Regions from separate parts of the Mus musculus genome. Here region 2 is linked to region 1. Evidence: chromatin contacts called from public promoter capture Hi-C data. All regions are on one chromosome and are shown on one strand. Each heading gives the region's core, a stretch centred on a gene start, on an enhancer-like site or on the middle of the called end of the contact. The rest is flanking DNA. Distances are from core to core; before and after follow the strand shown.

Region 1 (4,872 bases), core at 1,023-3,522:
GATCAAAGGCATGCACCACCACTGCCTGGCAGGAACAGCTAAATTATAACAGGGATAACAGTAGTGAGAATTCAAGGAAAGCAAGCTATACTTCACATGTAACACTGGTTTAATAACAGTATATACTGAGCGCTTACTACTTTACTTGTTGGGTGTCCTTCTAGAGCTTTGCATATACAGACAGACCTGATTCTGACTTATTACAATCTGCAAATGAAGCTGGGAGGTGATGGCGCACGTCTTTAATATAAGCCCTTAGAAGGCAGAGGCAGGACGATCTCTGAGTTTGAGGCCAGTCTGGTCTATAGGGCGAGTTCTAGGACAGCCAGGGCTACATGGAGGAGCACTTTCTTAAAAAAAAACCAAACCAAACCAAACCACCACTACCAACCAACGACAAAACCAATGTGCAAATGGTAAACACTTAAAGGAGACTTCAAATGGTTGTGGGTTTTGGTTTTCAGTGCCAGTGATGGGATATGTGGTCTTGCACAGGCTAGGCACGTGCTCTCCCAGGAGTTCCAACCTCAGGTCCTAGAGTTTTAATCCTTTCCTAAGGGAGTGGATTTGCAGACACCGTAGTAGTAGTAGTAGTAGTTGTTGTTCTTCTCTTCTCTTCTCTTCTTTTCTTTATTTCTTTCTTTCTTCCCCTCCCCCTCCTCCTCTTCCTCTTCTTCTTTTGGTTTTTTGAGACAGGGTTTCTCTGTGTAGCCCTGGCTGTCCTGGAACTCACTCTGTAGACCAGGCTGCCTCGAACTCAGAAATCCACCTGCCTCTGCCTCCCGAGTGCTAGGATTAAAGGTGTGTGCCACCACGCCCGGCTCTCTCTCTCTCTTGTTTATTTTTACTTATGTACTTTATGGATATAGGTACTTTGTCTACATGTACATCTGCACACCAGAAGACAGCATCAGATTGTAGGCCACCATGTGGGTGCTGAGGACTGAACTCAGGGCCTTTGGAAGTTTGGAACCACTAAGCTACCTCTCCAGCCCCAACAATACTTTTCATTTGAGACACACTGCAAGTACTTGCTCAGCCACACAAACAGAAGGTGAAGCAACTGGCGTCACTGAGCAGAGGGCACAAACTGATAAGCTCTTGTGGTCAGTAGTTTAGGATATCTTAAAAGTTTATCAGTAAATGCAAGAAGCACCTGTATTTAATGTCAGCTCTAACAGTTATGAAAACACATATAACTAGTAGTAGTTCCATTTTACACACGCATAATTTCTGGCCCAGAGAAGTTTAGTAACTTACCCGAGATTACAAAGCTCCGTTTGTGGATGAACTGGGATTCAAAGGTCAGGCCTGTCAACCTCCTGTGTTGTAACCACTGTATTTTAGCTTCATACCTAGAGGAAGCCAGTGAGATTTAGAGAGGGGATCATGTGAGAACTTTTGGTGGGGGAGCAGTGGGATGACTAAGTTGGAGGAAGAACATGTGTGTGGCAGTGGAAAGTTTCTGAGGAAGGAGAAACCTAAGGGTCGTCTGCCAAAGTGGGCAGCAAATACAGGGTCAGGGTGGGCTGGAGGTGTGGGCCCACCACTGGAATAAACAACAGGGGCCACGCTGTGGGAGGAAGGACCTGACCTTGAGGATAGAAGGACCCTCCTGCGGGAACTACGGGAAATGGGGAGCCCACAGGTGGGGGAGCTGGAGGGAAAGGGGCAGGGGTGCGGCCGAGAGTTGGCATCCAGACAGGCACTGGGTTTAAGAACCCCGTGTGCCCTGGGCGGAGTGGCCAGAATAAGGCAACTGAGGGGAGGCCAGCGGCTGGGACTCGGGGCAGGGTGCACAGGGCCAGATGGGTGGTCGCCCAGGACGACCCTGCGGGTGGTTTCGGTGGCGACACTCGCAGGAAGTCTGATCGCGAAAACCGAGGGCGACCGTGGACGGGAGACTGCTCTCAAAGATGGCTCACCCGGTGGAGTGGGCGGCGTCCCCGCTGTCCCCGGGCCCTGCCGCGTCCCGGGGCTGCCCGGCTTCCCTGCTCGCGGGGCCTCGGGCCGCGTCGCGGCGGCTCCGCCATCTCCGAGCGAACGCTCCGCCGCAGTCGGGCTCAAGTACCGCTCCCACCAGGGGGAGGCGGCGCGCTGCGGCTCGTGGTGCCCGCTCAGGTCCGCGCGCTCCCCGAGCGTGGCCGCTGCGTGACCGGGACCTGGGATAAGCCGACGGCCCTCCGCAGTGCTCAGCCCAGCCGCAGCCTCCCAGCCCTCCGGCCTCGCGCTCAGCCCACCAGGGTGGACCCCGTCCTCCACGCCGGGTGGCACAGTCTGCGGAGCGTCGGGGCGGGCCCAGGGCCCAGGCCTGTCCACTCAGACCCGCGGAGGAGGGAGCCCGCGTACCAAGGGCGGGGCCACCTCCGCCTGGGGCGGGGCGAAGACTCGGCCCACCGCCTAAGAGGCTACTTCCTCCCTGCCACCCCCCAATACAGCAGCCCAGGCTGAGTTTATGAGAAGTTTTCTTCCTTGCTCCCCAAGGGAATGGGCAAAAAGATGTTCGTCTCCTAGTGAAGCCTTGTCACGCAGGCTGCTAAAATCTAAGCCCACGGCTACGAGCCTCCAACAGCAATAACACAATGGACTGTTTAAAGGTTATTTTATTAAATATCTTCAAGGTTTCATTGTAACAAAGCTATGAAGGGACTACCAACATTCAGAACAAACACTATTTTAAATTATTTCTATGTCATCATGCAAAAGTTCTGCATCAAATGCCTTCCATTTCCTGTTTAAAAGGTGGTTTGTTTTTTAAATAGTCTATTAATAGTCTATAGATGCTGACATTAGCCCCAGAAGTGGAGTAAGAACGCTAAGAAGTGGGGCTGGAGCAGCCACATGAAGCTATGGGTCTCAAAGAGCTCTAAGACCATTTGTTGTCTTCAAGCCAGCAAAACCAAACCCTGTGATGAAGGTATCTGTTGGCTGGCACTGCAGGCTGCAGGGCAGGAAGGGTCTAGGGTCCAGGGTCTGAGGCATGCACAAGTGCTTGAGGAGCCTGGCTAAATTCAAGCACCAGCACCCATGCGTTTGTTCTCTTCTCAGCTGGCTCCATACTCTGTAGTTCTCTTTTCCCAGCTCCTGTGCCTCCTGAAGGTCACCCAAGGAGCTGAAATCTACCCCCCCCCCCAATGCAGATAATGTGCAGTTGTTTGGTGGGAGGGAACCAAGACTATGACCAATTGCCTCTTCCATTATCTTCTCTGTTATCTGCCTAAGGTACAGACCTTTTCTTCCTGGAATGGACCTCCTTGAGCACAGAGAGGGACAATGAATGCAGGAGCCTTGGCTCTGGACCCCTTTGTGGGTACATGCAGGCGAGGGGGTGATGCCCATGCAGATTGTCCAGCAGAAAAGTCTATACTTCGGTTGGTCAATAAAGAGCCTCTTTAAAGAGGACACTTCTCACCCAAGCAGTCAGTTCGATCTCAAACCCAGGGAAAGAGTTGGGCGTGCAGCATGGGAAGAAGGGAGGCAGCCCAGAGGGCAGCCAGAATGCATAGAAACAACCACCAACTCTTACCCACTGCCTCACTCCTCCCATCCCACAGGGGCACTTGGCAGAGGGCCCAGGCCTAGATGAGGGTCAGCATGGGGACCACCACCATGAAAATACAAGACAAAGATGGTCCAGATCAGCACACAAACAACTGCCAAAAGTGGCAAAAGGAGCCCTGGCCAACGACTTCTGGATCTCTCCTTGTTATGTCAGGAAAACCAACAGGAAACAAAGTAGCAATCCCTCCCCCTTTCCACCAGCAGAAATCGGGCCTCAGTCTCAGGCCCACGTGCATTGTGCATCCTCTAGAAATGGATGAGTTAAGTGCATGTCAGACGAACTCGAGGTTTCTCATTGGCGGACACACTTCTGCAGCACCAATTCTCTTCCTGTCTACGCTAACTGGACCGGTACAGCAAAGTCCAGGCTTTCAGTCCTGAGGCCACGCCTCACAGCTGCCTCCACACACAGCAGGCTGGCAGTGCTGCATTCTCTCCAATGTAGGTCCAGCGGCCACGGTGTTTGCGTCTTTCTCATACTAGGTGTCAATGCATGGTCTGACGAAGTCCACTCCTAGAACTGGGGTGATCAGGCCACCTCTGGGGCTGCAACCACACCATGGCTTTGTCCATGACCAAAGCTCTGTCAAGAGTCCTTGCCTGGTCCCCCTGAATCCATGGGGGCCTGAGGCCAAGCTCACCTCTTCAATACTGGTGGGTGAGCCCACTGTTCATGCCTGGATGAGCATCACACAAACTCCTGTCTCCTTGCAAGCCAAGGGCTATCAGTTGTTTTAAAACGCATCATGGTATGAATTCCGTTTTTTTAAACAATCTTATTTTCTTTTTTTTTTTTTCTTAAATGTAAAAAACACCTCGGTACAGCAGAGACAGACACGAAGGGCGGGCGGGAGGGCTGCATGCAGGGGCGTGCATTGGCTGCTGCCGCTTTGTAATTGAATTGTTTTAAACCTCAAACGAACAGGACCGCCGCTGTCACTCAGGCCCTCCAGAGTCACTGGCTGCGAAGGTTCAACCTCCAGCTGGAGTCTCCTAATGCCCCTGTCAAACAGAAGAGGAGGTGGGACAGACAGAAGAGGACGGTGAGAACACAGGTAATTCACAGCACACACTTGGCTGTGTCCTTGAGAGGACTGGTACAGGAGAGGCTAACGTTTAAACACAGCACTCTCACATTTGAGGGCCTACTCAGTGCTTTAATATGGTATCTTAATCCTTACCATCCATCCTTTGATAAGTAAAGAAACTAAGGCTCAGCAGGGGAAGAACGCTTGCACCAAATCTGGAGTCTGTCTGATTACAGAGCATAGCTTATCAAAACTACATTGCCCAGTCTGTCCCACCCCTCTG
Region 2 (4,872 bases), core at 1,363-3,862, 100 kb after region 1:
GGTTAAGACATGTAGCAAATGATGAGGGAGGGGCAGATATCTAAGACCTGTTCTTTGCCTCCAAAGAGTTGAAAGTCTAACACAGACTGCACCAAAAATAGAGATTTCAGAGAGTCTAAAGACTAACCAGGAGAAAGGCAGTTCTGTGATGAGTTGGAGGCACGAGGATTGTTCATCCAGGTGAAGAAGTGGCGGTAGAAGGAGGAAGAGGGCTATCACACTGCATAGCGGTCTCTGGCCAGGAGGAAATGAGGTCATCTTGCTCTCAAAGAATCAGCATGACAGCCTCCAGCCAAGTAATCCGGAGTCATGAGAGCTGTTGGGGGGGCCATGTGAATCACGACAGCCTGCTGGGAATTTCCTAATAACTAAACTAGAGTTTCGGGGTAAATCCTCAGGCTGTAACACCTCTGTTTACATTTTGATCACGTTTGTTTACAATTAGTGGCTTCTTAAACATAAACATAACTGGCCACAGTCTTCTAAAGGAAGTAGCAAGTTGCCTCTGAGATCTATGGAATCTCTGATTCAGTGGTCCTGTGGGTTGCTAGCAGCTCAGCTGCGCAAGGAAAACGTATTCTGAAGAACGATGGTCACCTGCCTACCCAAAGCTGGGTATTCAATGTGTACTTTCCTATCCAGAGGTTGGCATTCTGGGCCACTGGCTGGGGTAAAGTCAAGCAGCCTCCTCCTTCCTACCTCCTGGCATTCTTTTCCAAGGTCCAGGTTGACAGTAAAATGTTGTAGGCTCAGGCTTATGGAAATAAAGCAAAGCTGGGGCACTAATGAATGGTGCGGGCTCAGGCACCTCTTCTGTGGAAGGAGCATCAAAATGACCACTGGTCCTTGGCTCTGAGGCACATGTTGCAGTGACTGACCCTTGGAATCTTTTCTGAGCACTCCCTACTTTGCCTGAGGGGTGTGTGCATGTGTGCATGTGTGCATGTGTGCAAGTGTGTGCATGAGGGAGGGTGCTTTGTCTTCAAGATGTTCAGGGCTCATTTATACATGACCTGTCTTTATATAAGCCTATTTTATTAGATAAATTATTAGATAAATAATTGTTTTCGTCTTAACGTGATGATGTAAAATGCTGAACACAAGTGCATTTACAGTGTGGAATTGGCAACAGAAGAGATGGCTAGGCTCACACCCAAAAATAAAATGTGTAATTATTTTTTTAGAATGGCTGATACGAGGACGTGTTTAAAGTTTTTAAAACAGTGTGAAATAGTATTCAGTGAAAAATAAACATTCCTTTTATCTTTTCCTTCAGACCCACAGCCTCTCTACTACAAGGGAAGAGCAGACACCCCCACTGTTGTTGCATGTTGATAGCCCACACTAACGAGGTTTGAGTATTCCTTGCTTTTTTTTTCTATCCTGTTACAATGTACTGTTCATGTTACTGTTCACATCACTGACTGCTCTTCCAGAGGTCCTGAGTTCAATTCCCAGCAGCCACATGGTGGCTCATGACCACCTACAATGGGATCTGGTACTCTTTTCTGGTGTGTCTGAAGAGAGGACTGTGCACTCGCATACATAAAATAAATAAATCTTTAAAAAAAAGACACCCCCCCTTGATTGCTTATTTGTGTCTGTGTGCAACCACAATACCAGTGAGGTATGCACTCAGTCCTGATCTATGATCCTCTGTATTGGTTGTATTCTTTTCCAGACAAATAAATGGATTGTTCATTATAGGCATTTTTCAAAAGACCCATTGACACTTCCATAGCAGCTGCTGTGCCAAGACTTTGCTCCCACAATCCTAACATAGTAACCATTACTGCTTTTTTAAAAATCATAATTATTTTTGAGGATTTCACTATGTAAATTAGTCTGGGCTTGAACTCGCAGAGATCCACCTGCCTCTTCCTCCCTAGTGTTTAGATAAAAGACGTGCACCATTAAGTCTGGCCCTTGCCATAAATTTTAAAATTGTCTTTCAAAGATTGACCTTAAACCAAACAGCAAATCTGAATAAAATCTGACCTTGCCTTTCACCTTCTGATGACAGTATTACACTCCCTGACGACAAACTTCACTCTTGTCTTCTGATTCACTGCTTGCATTAGTGGCATTTGGAGAACTCAGCATTTGACATGTGGGAGCCTTTGTTAGTAGGTATTTTTTGTTGTAAAGGAACTGCGACTTATACCCCTCTATCAGACATCTGAATCAGTGTCGTAGGCAGGTAGGGGGACAGGTTGGAGAAGAACTGATTAAACCACTAAGGAAGAGGCTTGAGATCAGCGAGCCAATGGCTGGAGCGCCCTCACCACGCTACACTGGGGCCGCACTAGGTGAATGAAAGAAAGGAAGAATGTTCAAGCCGCCGGATCATCGCTCGATCCAGACAGACTGCGTTAAGTTTGCTCAGCTGGAAATTCCGTGACTTCGTCAAAGTTGGGAAGCAAGCGCGGTCCAGTTGCGGTGGGATGCAGGAAAAGGAAAAGGAGAGAGAGAGAGAGAGAGAGAGAGAGAGAGAGAGAGAGAGAGAGAGAGAGAGAGAGAGAGAGAGAGAGAGAGCCGCCCTCCAGCAAACCTGGGCGGGGCCAGGGCTCTGGCGGGCCCTAATAAAGGGCGAGCAGCGCCGAGCAGAGCCTGTAGCCCCAGAGCTCTGTCTGTCATCCATCCAGTCCTTGCGTGTCTGCCAGCGCCCTTCCGCTGCAGTCACCGGTGAGTGCTGTTGGTCTGAAGCAAGCCTAGCGGGATGAGGCAGCCAGGGCTCCCGCATGCCTCCCTTCCCACTACCTTGGCTGGCGGAACTGTGGGCAAGGTCACCACTCCAGCCCTTCGCGCCCCTCTACAGAGAGGTTCCATGGTGTTGTGCGGATTCAGAGCCCGCAGAGGGGAGAGACTGCCCGGCTTGGGGAGGTTGGTCACTGATGGCTTGCCCCGCAGGACACCTGGAGTGGCTTCCCTTGGTCTGTAGTAACTCTGCCACCTTCAAGCTGCTCCGCTTCTTGTCCTGACTTCTCCTTCCTTTGCAGAACTGCTGTCTAGAGCCCAGCGGCACTACCATGAAAGTCTGGCTGGCGAGCCTGTTCCTCTGCGCCTTGGTGGTGAAAAACTCTGAAGTGAGTGGTCTCGCTGCTTTAGCACCATCAGGAAGGGGCTTGCAGGATCCCTTAAGCAGCATCAGGGGAAAAATGGGGGCTGCACGGGGAACTTAGGCATCAAAGGCAGGTCCAGGCTTTCCCAGGAAATAGGACAATGTATCAGCGGAGGGCTTGTGCACCCAAAGAGGTTTGCACTATCTGGCAAGGGAGGAAGAAGCCACGGGGAGTGCCTTAGCCCAAGGGCACCTGGTTTGTGTGAAGTTTGCTTGAGTCAGTCCATGTCTGGGTGCTGGCTAGTAATAAACAGAAAGGGGAGAGACAGACAGGGGTGGGGTGGGAGAAAGAGAGAGAGAGAGAGAGAGAGAGAGAGAGAGAGAGAGAGAGAGAGAGAATATTATGAGTGAATGAATATCACTGGAAGGGATTTTGAGGTGGGGACCTGTTTATCCTGAACATGAATTCCCTAGAGCATGTCACCTTCATCTCTTGCAGGGTGGCAGTGTACTTGGAGCTCCTGATGAATGTGAGTATCTGCTTCCTTGCACAATAGTTGGCTGCACAGAGACCCTTGAAAAACCTTAGGAGACATACCCTCCCTGTCCCTGCTGAAAGGCTGGCTCCCCACTTGATCCTTGCTTACCCCTCCTTTGCATTTGCTAGCAAACTGTGGCTGTCAGAACGGAGGTGTATGCGTGTCCTACAAGTACTTCTCCAGAATTCGCCGATGCAGCTGCCCAAGGAAATTCCAGGGGGAGCACTGTGAGATAGGTATGGGGATTTGGACTTGGAATGTGGGAGTGGGGGAGGACCAGAGATCTTAGAACAGGGACAGATGGGTGGGATGCAGAAGCAGGCAGAAGCTGGCCTTGGAGGTGTGGGTCTGTTACCCCAGCACTTAGGAGGAGACTGAAGCCTGGCCTCCATAGTAAGTCCTTGTCTCAAAAGGCGGGCGAGGCGCAGCTAGAGAGACAGCTTAGTGATTAAGAACACTGGCTGCTCTTCTAGACATCCTATAGTTTGAGTTTCAGCACCCATAGAGGTGGGTTACAGCCATCTGTACCCCCAGTCCCAGAGAATCTGATGCCCTCTTCTGACCTCTTCCAGCCCAAGTGACATACATGGTGTACAGATATACATGGAGGAAAAACACTCATACACATAAAATAAGCAAACAAACAAACAAAACAGGCAGCAGAAGTTGGGAGTCACACACACACACACACACACACACACACACACACACACACACTCATGAAGTAGTGGCTATACAAGTGTGAAAAAAAAGGGTGAATCTCCCTCATATCACCTGACAGGTCTGAAACCGTGTCACCTCTGAAATGCCTGTCCAAACCGCCTCCCTTTTCTAATACTCTGCACTCCTCAAATCATTTCTAGATGCATCAAAAACCTGCTATCATGGAAATGGTGACTCTTACCGAGGAAAGGCCAACACTGATACCAAAGGTCGGCCCTGCCTGGCCTGGAATGCGCCTGCTGTCCTTCAGAAACCCTACAATGCCCACAGACCTGATGCTATTAGCCTAGGCCTGGGGAAACACAATTACTGCAGGTAGGTGGTGACTGAGTACCAAGAATCCTTCCCAAGGGGGATAGGGAGGTGGCTCAGCAGTTAAGAGCACAGACTGCCTTTCCAGAGCACCTAGTTTGATTCCCAGCATCTACAGGGCAGCTCGTGACAGTCTTTAACACCTGTTCTAGAGGATCCGATACCCTCTTCTGGCCTCACTGGGCAGGCATGCACTGTCATGAATATAGGAAAACACTTATACACATTAAAAACAAC

The links. Capture Hi-C pulls out chosen DNA fragments and counts their contacts.
Region 2: a contact with region 1 is called in a promoter capture Hi-C map of liver. The contact joins the promoter of Plau here to the promoter of Ndst2 in region 1. A contact is called at or near these places in 12 of 39 promoter capture datasets (cranial neural crest, embryonic stem cells, frontonasal cranial neural crest and 6 more), 3 of 484 Hi-C or Micro-C datasets (female germline stem cells and spermatogonial stem cells), 5 of 115 datasets of contacts at active chromatin or transcription factors (bone marrow-derived macrophages, effector CD8 T cells, embryonic stem cells and 2 more) and 4 of 9 other capture datasets (adipose tissue, liver, macrophages and 1 more).

Annotation. Positions count from the first base shown.
Region 1 is chr14:20,732,290-20,737,161 of GRCm38.p6, forward strand. It overlaps Ndst2 (N-deacetylase/N-sulfotransferase (heparan glucosaminyl) 2), which reads right to left and starts at 2,273. Exons shown (of 15, transcript NM_010811.2): 1 at 1,926-2,273; 2 at 1,261-1,355. Camk2g (calcium/calmodulin-dependent protein kinase II gamma) reads right to left here. Exons shown (of 21, transcript NM_001360186.1): 21 at 2,584-4,563.
Region 2 is chr14:20,834,050-20,838,921 of GRCm38.p6, forward strand. Plau (plasminogen activator, urokinase) reads left to right here and starts at 2,613. Exons shown (of 11, transcript NM_008873.3): 1 at 2,613-2,685; 2 at 3,000-3,086; 3 at 3,561-3,591; 4 at 3,729-3,836; 5 at 4,464-4,638. The coding sequence starts at 3,030.